2 separate regions of the Pan troglodytes genome follow, and region 1 is linked to region 2. Evidence: chromatin contacts called from public HiChIP or PLAC-seq data. All regions are on one chromosome and are shown on one strand. Each heading gives the region's core, a stretch centred on a gene start, on an enhancer-like site or on the middle of the called end of the contact. The rest is flanking DNA. Distances are from core to core; before and after follow the strand shown. Region 1 holds the start of CHSY1 (chondroitin sulfate synthase 1). Region 2 holds the start of LRRK1 (leucine rich repeat kinase 1).

Region 1 (5,640 bases), core at 842-3,341, 340 kb after region 2:
CCACTTTCACCTAATTTCTCAGTCCTTTACTAAAGGACACTAAAGGACCATATATGCTTTTCCCCTCACAACATCTAGTGCCTGAAAAATCTGACCAAGACTGCATTTAAAAACTGAAGTGTGAAGGTATTGGTTATAAGAACAAACAGCAACCAGCTTAGCCTGGCTCAGCACTGGCTGCTCTGAAATTTCATTCCCAGACCATTGATGCTCTAAAACCATTCCCCACACATTGGTTTGCTCTGTGGCTGGATAAGACCCAAACTTTTTCCATACAGTAAGTGTCTCTATACTTCACACATATAGGGTTTCCATCAAATCCCTTTATCGAGTCTACAACCCTCTCCAACTTCAAATTCACTCCAATACAAATCTGATTCTAACCATGCCAGCCATTCCAAAATCATCTCCCTTCTAAAGACTACATTGGCTAATCCCTTTGTTAAACCTGAACACAATTCCAGCTGCTTTTATGACTCATTTGGCCAACTAGAGCCCAGTTACTGGATAACATGCATACACCACCAAGCTGAACTAATTAACACCAGAATGCAGTTTTCCACTGAATCTACCAAGGGCCAAGAACTGCTTTTCCCCAAGGTTCTCTCTCTCTTTACTCAACAGACTGGTGTGGTCCAATGTGCTGCGGGCATTCTCTTTCATTTATAGGAGTGCCGCCAACTGCGAAATGTGAGAGTATGATGTGGAAAGGTTCTAGAACTAGATTAATGTACACGGGCTCTAGCTTTGCAAGGACAAAGGTGCACATTTTAGGGAATCCAATATCAGCCCCAACTGCCTCCACTATCAGGTACTGTGCTATGAGTTTTCCAACATTATGAGGGAGACCCGATCTGTCGGGCCCTTTTAACGAGAAGCTTCGATTTGTAAAGGCTAAAACGCCTTCATCAGGGTGAGAGGCACACCCAGCGAGGCCACACTAGTCCATTTGACCCCAAAGGCCATGTTCTTGAGCGCTGCGCTCACCATCCCGCCTCTGATCTTTTCTCCCTCGGCCCGGCGTCTCCCGAGAGGCAACCCGATCCCACCGGAAGCCCAAGAAGGGCCTAGGAAGCGGGCGGAGGCGAGAGCCAGGAGAGCACCCGGGATGCCGGACGCCGGGATGCCGGACGCAGGAGGCGGTGCCCGGGGAGCAGGCGCTCACCTGTAGGCGGCCACGGCGCGGGTCTGCAGGTATTTCTGGGCGGTCATGACTCCCACGAAGAGAAAGCTCCTGTCGCGCGGGCCGCCATCTGGGTCCGAGCCGGGCGGCCAGAGCTGCGCCCCGCGCTCATCGCCGCGCGCCCCGCCGGCCTGGGAAGCCGCCGCCTGCCCGGACCGGCAGCCCTCGGGGCTGGCGCGGCGCCGTGGGCCCGCTCGCTTCAGCTCGGAAGCACGGGGCAGGACGAGCCGCGAGGCCAGCACGAAGCCCAGGACGAGCCCGAGCAGCACGCTGAGCCAGGCGCGCCGGCCGCGCGCGGCCATGCCCGCGCCGCTCCGCCCGCCGGGCCGCCGCCGCCGCCGCCGCCGCCGCCGCAGGCTCCGCGCGCCCTCAGCCCGCTGCCCCCGCCCGCGGAGGCCAGCCCGCCCTAGCGCCGCGAGGCCCGGCCCGGGCAGCGCCGCCGCCGCCGCGGGCCCGCCGCGCCCATCGCGGCCCCCGAGCCGCCCGCAGGCCCCGCGCCGGCGCTTTGTTCCGCACGCCCGCCCCCGCCGCCGCGGCCTGCGCCTTTAAGAGGGGACCATGCCCGGCGCGCGCTAGCGGCGGCTCGGGCGCGAGGTGGCGGCGGCTCCTCCCGCTCGCGCGCGGGGACGCGGGGCCGGCACGACGGCGACGGCGGCGGCAGACGAGTCCGGGCTCCCGTCCCGCCCTGCCCGCGTCCTCCGGCTGGCTGGGCTCGGTTCGCACGGCGCCTGTCCCCGTCCTCTTCGTAGCCGGCGCCGCCGCCGCAGCTGCACATCCTCCGGCTTAGCTCGCCATTGCAGCAGGAGCCCCTCACGTCACGCACAGCGCGTTATGAAGTGGCCCCGCCGGCGGCGAGCCGTGGCCCCTCTCGGGATCCGTCCGCGCCGCGCGATTGGCGCAAAAGTGAATGAGGGGCGGTTCACGTGGCCAAAGTTTGACCAAAAAAAAAAAAAAAAAAAAAAAAAGCCCTCTCGGGCGCCCCGCCCCGCCCGCGCGGTCTGCGACTGGAGCTGGCGGGCGGAGGGGGCGTGGGCTCCCGCCCGGCGCCCGCGGGGCCGGAGCTGCCCGTTATCCGCACCTGGCACCCGGCGCAAGGGCGTCCCCGCGAGGGCGGCCGGTTCCTGCACCGCGGCGCCCGGGCGCGAATCTCAGGAGCCAGCCTTGCAGTGGGGGCTTCTCGGCCCCCAGACTCCACGCTGCGCACGTTCCTCCCGCACAGGCCGTCCTCGCTGCACCCCACGGCCACGCCCTTCCTGCCGCCGGGCCGGCCTCCCGCTCCCGGCCCCGCGCTCCCGACCACACTGCAGCTTTGTCCGCAGTCCCGCGGCCGCACGCAGGGAACAGCCGTCCCGGAGCCCTGGGGACGTGCGCGCCTGCGAGTGGACCGTGAATTCAGTTACCTTGTTCCCTGTTGCTAGTTTCTACGCTAAAGAAGAAGAAGAAGAAGAAAAAGCCATCTTTAATATTTAAGGTCCACGCTCCTCATACAGTACTAGCATTTAATGGATCTTGAAGACAAGGAAAATGATGTTAATGCCCTGGATGGTAAACCCTACTTTCATTTACATACTGTGTGGGCAGAGAGCCGGCTAGTACCCCCAGCCTGGGACTTTCTCAGTATTTTAATATAGTCCGTCTGTGAAAGTGCCGTGGATTTCTAAAGACGGATTTTGGGTCCCAGATCCTCTACTCTGGATTTTAAGTTTTATACATTTCCTTTACAATACTTCAGCTAAGGCAGCAAAAGCGGAGGTCTCCATACAGCGAAAGTTTGTGTAGAGTTTCAGTCTTGTTACTTAGTCACCAGTATATTGGGGTTTTCTAATGAAACTTTTGAAGGGCAAAGTGTTTCCCTGGGCCTGAGAAGTTACCTGCATTGAATCAAATAAACACATGCCTGGGGCAATCCTTGGATCTTTCTTCATTGTTGACCAAATGGTTGAAATACTATCACACAGTTTAAAATGCCTGTGGGAGCTTCAGATACCTTCTCGGCACCTGAATGGTGGTCACTCTTGTTTATTCTTTGGATATTACCACTTTCTTTGACACTTGTGATTTATATTAAAAATAGTTCATTACCTACCTTCCCACAGAGTCCCTCCCTAAGGGGTGATCCACATCTAAAAATAAAATACTCATTATGCAGTGAATACAGGATTCCAGCAGTGCTCTTGGGAAAAATACAGAACATACAACCATGAATTACAGGCTCGAAAACCATCGAAAAAGGTTTCCAGTAAGACCATAAACCACAAATGCCGAGGAGTCACCAGATCCCCCAAATTCAGCAGCCCCATCATTCACAGTGATTTACATGAAGCACGAATCTGGCCAGATTCAGATGTTCAATTTTGTGGCATATTCAACGATTTCAATATTTTCTAACCTGCTTTAGACTTACCTAGTTTTCTTCGAAACTAGTGTCCAGTGAAAAGCTGGCCGGGCGCGGTGGCGCACGCCTGTAAACCCAGCACTCTGGGAGGCTGAGGCGGGCGGATCGCCTGAGGTCAGGAGTTCGAGACCAACCTGACCAACATGGAGAAACCCCCGACTCTATTAAAAATACAAAATTAGCCGGGGGTGGTGGTGCATGCCTGTAATCCCAGCTACTCGGGAGGCTGAGGCAGGAGAATCGCTTGAACCCGGGAGGCGGAGGTTGCTGTGAGCCGAGATCGTGCCATTGCACTGCAGCCTGGGCGACAACAGCGAAACTCCGTCTCAAGAAAAAAACAAAAAAAAAGTATATAAATATGTGATGGGAATAATATTCTGAGGATGCCAAATATTTTGTCCTCCTCAATATCCTGGTTCCTAGTTGTCCCTCAGTTCCTAGGTTAACAGTCTCACCTGTCTCACCTGCAGGCTTAATGGGGGTCTTTCGTAATGTGGAAAGGATACCCTTTTCTTTGTAAAGGCTGAGCCTGAGGGCTTACAATTCCCTGGAGAAGGAGAGTAAGACATACGGGAAGTCCCTCTGGGAGAAGAGGGATATGCCAGGCCAAGAGAGGGTTGGAAGGAGAAGAGAGAAACTGAGGTCCTATAATTCCGGCACGCAGCCTAGGAGCAGGAGGGCAAGCTCTAGTACATCTAGAAGGAGCAGCTGGATTGTTGAGCTGAGGCAGTTCTCCTGGGGAAGAATCCAAAAGTGTCCCAGTAAGGGGCCTGGCTCAGGAGACAAGGCTATCCTAAGTGGGGATTTCACAGCCAGTAGCAAATACCTGGAATCAAGAACTTCAGTGACAGCCAGAGGCTCAAACAGCTGGACAGGACTGGTACCCCCAGTATGAAGGCCTGTCCCACGCCCAGCCCCACTAGTCAATACCAGCAAGGAGCCAGGGAGGACAACGAGGGTCTGGAACATCTGCCCCCAGTGCACACACATGCGTCCTTCCCCACAGCCCCCTGGGGGCCAAGGCTGTCCTCATCCTAAAGCCCCCTCACCCTAAGTAATTTTTAAAGGTAAGGAGAAGGCAGGGTGATTCGCATTTATAGGGATTTCACTGCAGGGAGCTGAGGAAAGACTTTTCATGTTGCGGGCTTCTTGATTTCACTGTGCTACCGGCCTTCTCTGTTGAGGGAATCATTGACCATTTTTCTCATCATAAAAGAAGGGGAGGTATTAACTGTTACCAGGAACACTTGTAAGGAAGCCCTTAACTGTAGTTATTCCATGAAAGTCCCAATGGCACAGGAGTGGCCCAAGAGGTGGGCTGTGATGGATCAGGGATCAGGAGTGTGGGACCGAGTCTGAGCTCTGCGTGGAGTGAGTTCCACCTGGAGGGGCTCCGGGAGTCTGGCTCTGTCTCCAAATGAGTCTTTCTGCTGGATCACGTTAAACGGTCCTCCATAGTGATTCCAGACCAGTATTCAGAAATGTGTTCAAAAATCCCAGATCACTTAACTTCCCTTCTGTGTTCATGAGTGTGACTCTTTATGACACATTATTAAAGTTCCTCGCCACCTACCTTACTGAGCATTTTCTCACAGATGGCAACTTTGTTCCCACACACTTCACATTTTTTTTCTGTTGCTAATACATTGAACGTCTGTTACCAGTATAACATTTCATATAATTTGCAGCAATTTCTTGGAAACCCTTGGTAAATACCTCAATTGTTTGTTGGCAGCAAGCCTCAAACGACCGACAGAGTTCCCTGTAAGAGCTTCTTTAAAGATGAAGCCTCTCCACTCTCGCCTCAAACAGGGGTCCTTGGAAAAAGTGGTAATTTTTATTAAAGAAAAAAAACTTTCAGAAAGGCCTGTTTTAAGAAACAGTGAATGCTGAGGAGTTATAATCATCCATCCTTTCAGAAGGTTCTGTTCACTGCCTGCAAAGAAGAAAATCTATAATGACCACTTTACTAATATTGCCACTTAACCTCTGTTAACCCAATAAAACGCTGCTTCATTATGAATGCTGCTATTAAACTTACAAGCAAGATCCTCATGAGGTT
Region 2 (5,397 bases), core at 115-2,614:
AATATAACGAGCTCAGCACAGGTTATCCGCGTGTCAGATGTTCCTGCTGTCTTCTACAGTGGGGACATTTCCTAGCCTATTCCCAGGCTCATTTAGAAGGGAAGTGGAGGTGCCCCATCTTCACCTGGCGCGTCCCCTCCAGCGTCTGCCCGGGCCCTGGGCCTGCGCTCCCTCGCGGTGGCGCCAGGTGGCGGGGCTGAGCGCCCTGGAGGAGCTGCACCGCCGTCGCGGGGCTCTCTCAGCACTGAGGACACCACGCCCTGCAAATTGTTGGGAACTTGTCGGTGGCAATCACACTGCTGGCTCCTGCAAACTGGTGTGAGGCCCTCAGGGGTGAGAACAGGATTGCAGAGCTGCGCTCACCCTTTTGGAAAGTCGTCCAGTGGCAGAAGTAGCCTCCCAGGAGCCGAGCGAAGCTGCTCGGTGGTGCCCTCTCCAACCAGGGACCCAAGAAGCCGCTCAAGGGAACACGGCCCCGCGGCGTCCGGGAGGTCCTGCAGGAGCCCTGCAGCTGCCGGGGTTCTGTGAAATGGCAGTGAGGGTGGGGGAGATGCGCGCTAAATCCTGGGAACATGCGAGTCATAACTTTCCAGGAGAGGAGCCCAGGGCGCTGGTCCTGCAGGCCGTGGAACCCTCTGCTCTTCCTGAGCAGGCCTTGTCCCTGGGTCCACACGTGGAGCTCCGTGTGAGGCCCGCCTGCAGCGTGGACGCAGATCTTTTTTATGGTCTGCGTTTCTGTATTAGCCTCAGCAGCCTGGTGACACCTTTATAAAAGGTTGAAACACGATAAATTGCCAATATTCCACGTTTTATGTACTCCCCCCAAAGCCGACAATTAACAATGATTCACCGAGCAGCAAATTCTTTGCACACATCCATAACCGAATCAGTAAAATCCATGTGTTGGAGGATATGCAAATTGCAAATCGTTAACCCTTTAGAACGACACATTTCTGTATTGCCCTGTAGAGAGCTCTGCACAAATGAATATTCCCTGTCTGTTTAATTTTTACGGCCGGAGCGTGTGGGCCACATGCACGCCGGGGGCTCATCTGCTGATTCTGCTGCCCCTGGAGCAGAGGGATAGTGAAAGCGGGGCTGAGCGCAGCACGGACCAATCTCATCGCCGCGCTCGCCCCGCGTGGAGGGACCCGGGTGCCCGAACCTGAAGCAGGACCCGGTGCCAGAAGGGCCCGCGGACCCCGGCGTCTCCCGGGGCATTGAGCGCGATCGCCTGCGTTTTACGGCCAGGGAAACTGAGGCGGCCACCGAGGGGACGCCCTGGGAGAGCTGGCGGCGGCCTTGCGAGCTCTGCGCGCCGCCCTCCCCGCCCGCCCGCCGGCCTCAGGATTGAGGAAGTGCGTCTGGGCCCGGCCCCGGCGGGCGGCCCGAGGCGCGGGGGGCAGACGGCGGTGGGAAGGGCCAGGCCCCCGCCCGCCCGTGTGTCCGCCCGGCCCCGCGTCCCGGAGCGCCCGCACCCGGCCCCGCCGCCGCCTCAGGTAAGCGCTGCTCCTGCCGGCGCCCCCCGGGGGCCTGGCTGCCTCCCGGCCCGCCCGGGGAACCCAGAGCCCGCGCCCGGCGCCCGCGGGGAGCCTCGGCCTCTGCCTGCCCGCGGGCCTCTGCGCTCCAGGCGGCCGCGGGGATCGGGCACGGGGGGCCGTTGCGCAGGGCGTGTGGGGCGACCCCGGACTCACGTCCCCGCTGCCTCCCGCCGCGCCCGGAGCCCAGCCAGCCTGCGGGAGGGGAGCGCGCGGGGCCCGGACAGGGAACCCCGAATCCCCGTACGGGACAGGGTCGGGAAAGCTGGGAAGCGGAGGCAAGAAACACAGGTCGGGAGATACACCGGGGGGTCCATAGGCTTCCTCCGCCTTTGGAGCAAACCCAGCCCTTTAGCGGGGGGCGGGCGGAGTGAGCGCGCGGGTGAGCCCGGGCCGGGGTGTCGGCCAGAGACCGCCCGGGAGCCTCTCGCTGGTCCGGGGCTTCCTGGGGTTGCGGGGGTGGCCCAGCGAGGCTTCACCCTCCTCGACGTCTGGGTTACGCTTCTCGCCCGGGTGGTCTCTGGCTGGCGCAGATACCACTGCTGTGTCTACCATGGTCGCTGCAGGGGACCTTCCTGGCAGGCGGGGAGGCGGGAAGGAAGCCTAGGAAGGCCGGGCTCCGCGAGGAGACGCTGGTGGAGGATTCGAGAACTCTGCGGCCGTCTCAACCTACCCCTTCACAGTCTGAGGCCACGACGTTTTTCTCCCACAAACACTTCCCCTGCAACAGGTAGAGAAACAGGGGCATGTAGCTTTCAGCAAACCTCTCACCGTGTACACTAATTATAGAGTTTGCCAGTCACTCACAGGGTATCAAAATGCCCAGACATTAAAGGGATAGCTAGAACATGCACAGTTTTGGAAAATGTTAACATTAGACGCCTTTTATGATTTGATTTTCTTCATCTTTGCCTATGTCCTGAAAGAGAAAATAATATAACAAACTAACCTCACGCCTAATTTGTTCCTAAGGGAGGTTTTGCGGTCAGCCAACCTTTCCCTCTCCCAAAAGTCGATGTCTCTGGCAGTGACCTCGCAGTCAACTCGGATGCTCAGATAAAAAAATTCAGTCTGTTGAATCTATGTCTAAAATGTGTCCCGATCTGTCCCCTTTTTCTTATGCCCCCACCCCCCACCCCGGCCCTTGTCCAGGGCACCAGCATCTCTTTACTGTAGGATTTCAGTTCCCCCTTCCTCCATTCTCTATATAGCAGTGTGCGTCTGTGTGTGTCTGTGTGTTTAAATGGGTAAATCGGACCATATCAGTCCTCTTTATGGAGTCCTTCAGTAGCTTCTCCTTGCAATTGGCACGCAATCCAGGAGACCTCCTTCTGCTCACACCCCCAGCTGATCCAGCCTCTGCTGTCTCGGACCACCAGGCCATTGCCCCAGGCCACACTGGCTGAGCTTGCTGTCCAGCACTGGTCCCCTGCACTGCTGCCTCCTGACTCTTCACACAGCCTCAGAAAGTCTTCCCTGGTCACCCTCTGAAAACCCACACTCCCTCTCACATCCCTCACTCTGCAGCCTCCCTGCAGTCCCCATTCTGTACTCCTTCTTTATCTGTTTAATTTCTCCTTAATTATCATGTGGTCTCCACTGGAGCTCTTGGGGTCAGAGACTGATCTGTCTTGCTTATTGCTGTGCCCTCATTCCCATAACTGTACAGGGAGATACCCCGTGCATGGTGGTAGAGTGACTGGATGGGGAATGGACAACCCTAACTTACCTGTGGTTTCAGACTCATGGAGCATTTCTCTCCTCCACCCTTTTTGGGCTCATCTGGGATTGAGAACAACATATTTCTCTGGCCTGCAGCTCCAAGATATTTGGATGCCCCCAAACCCATTAAACACATTTTATAGGCAAAAGCCAATGCTAGTAAGGGATGCAAATAGCACTCAAGAGATTTCTAGAATCATGGGCTAACCATTTTGACCAGGATTTTGGTTCAAAAAGGAACTAGGTGATACGAATGAGCATGTCTAGCATGCTTTGCTTGCAAGGGACTTCTAACTGTTCGATATCGACAGTGCTTCCCAAGCCTCCTAAAATATCTGGGCTTCTCTGCTGTCAGAAGCTTTATAGCAATTACTTAGCTGTCTGCTCCCCCACCAGCTTCACAAACTCATGGAGTTCCCTCTTCATAGAAAGAACTCAATAAGATATTTGTAGAATGAATGACAGGTTCTTCTCTTTTCTCTAGAGTCTTGCTCTGTCACCCAGGTTGGAGTGCAGTGGTGCAATCTTGGCTCACTGCAACCTCCACCTCCCCCAGTTCAAGTGATTCTCATGCCTCGGCCTCCCAAGTAGCTGGGATTACAGGCGCCCACCAACATGCCCAGCTAATTTTTGTAATTTTAGTAGAGATGGGTTTTCACCATATTGGCCAGGCTGATCTCGAACTCCTGACCTCAAGTGATCCACTCTCCTCAGCCTCCCAAAGAGCTGGGATTACAAGCGTGAACCACCGCACCCATCTATTTTCTTTTCCATTAAATGTTTAGGTTTATTCATTAATGCAGGTATAAATAGTTGGAAAAAGGAAATTGATGAGGTTTTGAAAAATCATTTAAACCATCATTACTGCTGAAAACCTCTTGATGCCCTCTTGAGGGTGTATAATGAAGACATGTAACTTGTAATCATCACTTGTTGGCACCTCTCTGGACCCAAAAGAAGCAGGAGGAAGCAAAGATCCGTTTGAGGGCAAAGATTGAGCAAAATTTGAATTACCTCATCTTAAAACTTCTACCTTAGAATATAAGCCAAAATAGTAACTAGAATTTTAAAACTGCTCCAGGGGCAGTGTCTTCCACTGGTAAAGTGATTTTCAAAAGGAAACTGAAAATGAAAAGGGGAACAAAATGTGCTGGGTGAGGGTTAGCCTGAAATAATTTTAAGATTTTTTTTTTTTAGAACTTAAAAACATTGTATGGTAAGACACTTCTGTTTTCAGGAAGAATGTCTAGCCTTTGGATTTTTGAAATGCTGTTGGTTATGTGCGGTAGCTGTTTTGGGGAGGTGTCTGAAAGCAGATGGCAACTGTGCTTCTCAGTTTCTGGATGTGAATGTGTGATTGGAACGTTTATTTTAAAACAGATTCTGTCTTGCTGGCTCTTCCTCTCTCTGTCACAAGTTGATTTTCCAAATCAGGTTTTGCTATTTATAAGGCTTTCATCATCCCCTAAATTTTGCCCAGATTGATCGTTTTTCCTTTCCTCCTTCGACTTTTCAGGCTTCCCAACTTCAAACACAGGTGTTTCCCATACGTGGTTTGTGTCGACCATCCCTCTTTGCCTCTGAAACATGTGCAGCTTGCACAAGGCTGCTGGAGCCTGGCTTTTCTAGCTCCACCTTCCCCTGCCTTGACGAGTCCAGTCCACCTGGGCCAGGTGCCTGAGTTCTAGGCTTTTAGGTGAGAAATTCCCACAGCCTTGTCCTGTACCTTACTTCGTGCCCCTACTGCTCACGGCATCTTCTAGAACCTACCCGCTGGTGAGGCTGGCATCTGCCCTCTAGCATTGATATTCTGATCTTATTAATTAGCAGGGAGGTGGGAGACCCGCTGGCCTCCAAGTCTGCGCGCTGGTACTACAGGTAATGACCACCCCAGCCCTGTCGTAGAGAGAGGCTGCAGAAACTTCACTTTGGTTGAATTCACACAGTAACCCCACTAGCAGGCCTGGGCATAAGGGTGGATGTCTATTTTTAACAGGCGAAAACTGAGACACACATACCTTTCAGCTGGGAGTCACACTGCGAACATGTGACAGAGGCAGTCCACACCTTTAATGTCCACGCTATGCTTTTGCCTGTACAGATTCTCTTAGGCATTATTTTTATATAACCTTGATTT

Evidence for each region. HiChIP or PLAC-seq counts read pairs in DNA pulled down with a chosen protein or histone mark.
Region 1: an H3K4me3 HiChIP or PLAC-seq map of stem cell-derived excitatory neurons shows a contact between it and region 2, with 7 times the contacts expected there. The contact joins the promoter of CHSY1 here to the promoter of LRRK1 in region 2. A contact is called at or near these places in 3 of 7 Hi-C or Micro-C datasets (blood, induced pluripotent stem cells and stem cell-derived neural progenitor cells) and 1 of 1 datasets of contacts at active chromatin or transcription factors (stem cell-derived excitatory neurons).

Annotation. Positions count from the first base shown.
Region 1 is chr16:93,121,710-93,127,349 of NHGRI_mPanTro3-v2.0_pri, forward strand. It overlaps CHSY1 (chondroitin sulfate synthase 1), which reads right to left and starts at 2,092. Exons shown (of 3, transcript NM_001396069.1): 1 at 1,166-2,092. The coding sequence starts at 1,485.
Region 2 is chr16:92,784,047-92,789,443 of NHGRI_mPanTro3-v2.0_pri, forward strand. LRRK1 (leucine rich repeat kinase 1) reads left to right here and starts at 1,365. Exons shown (of 34, transcript XM_016927549.4): 1 at 1,365-1,499.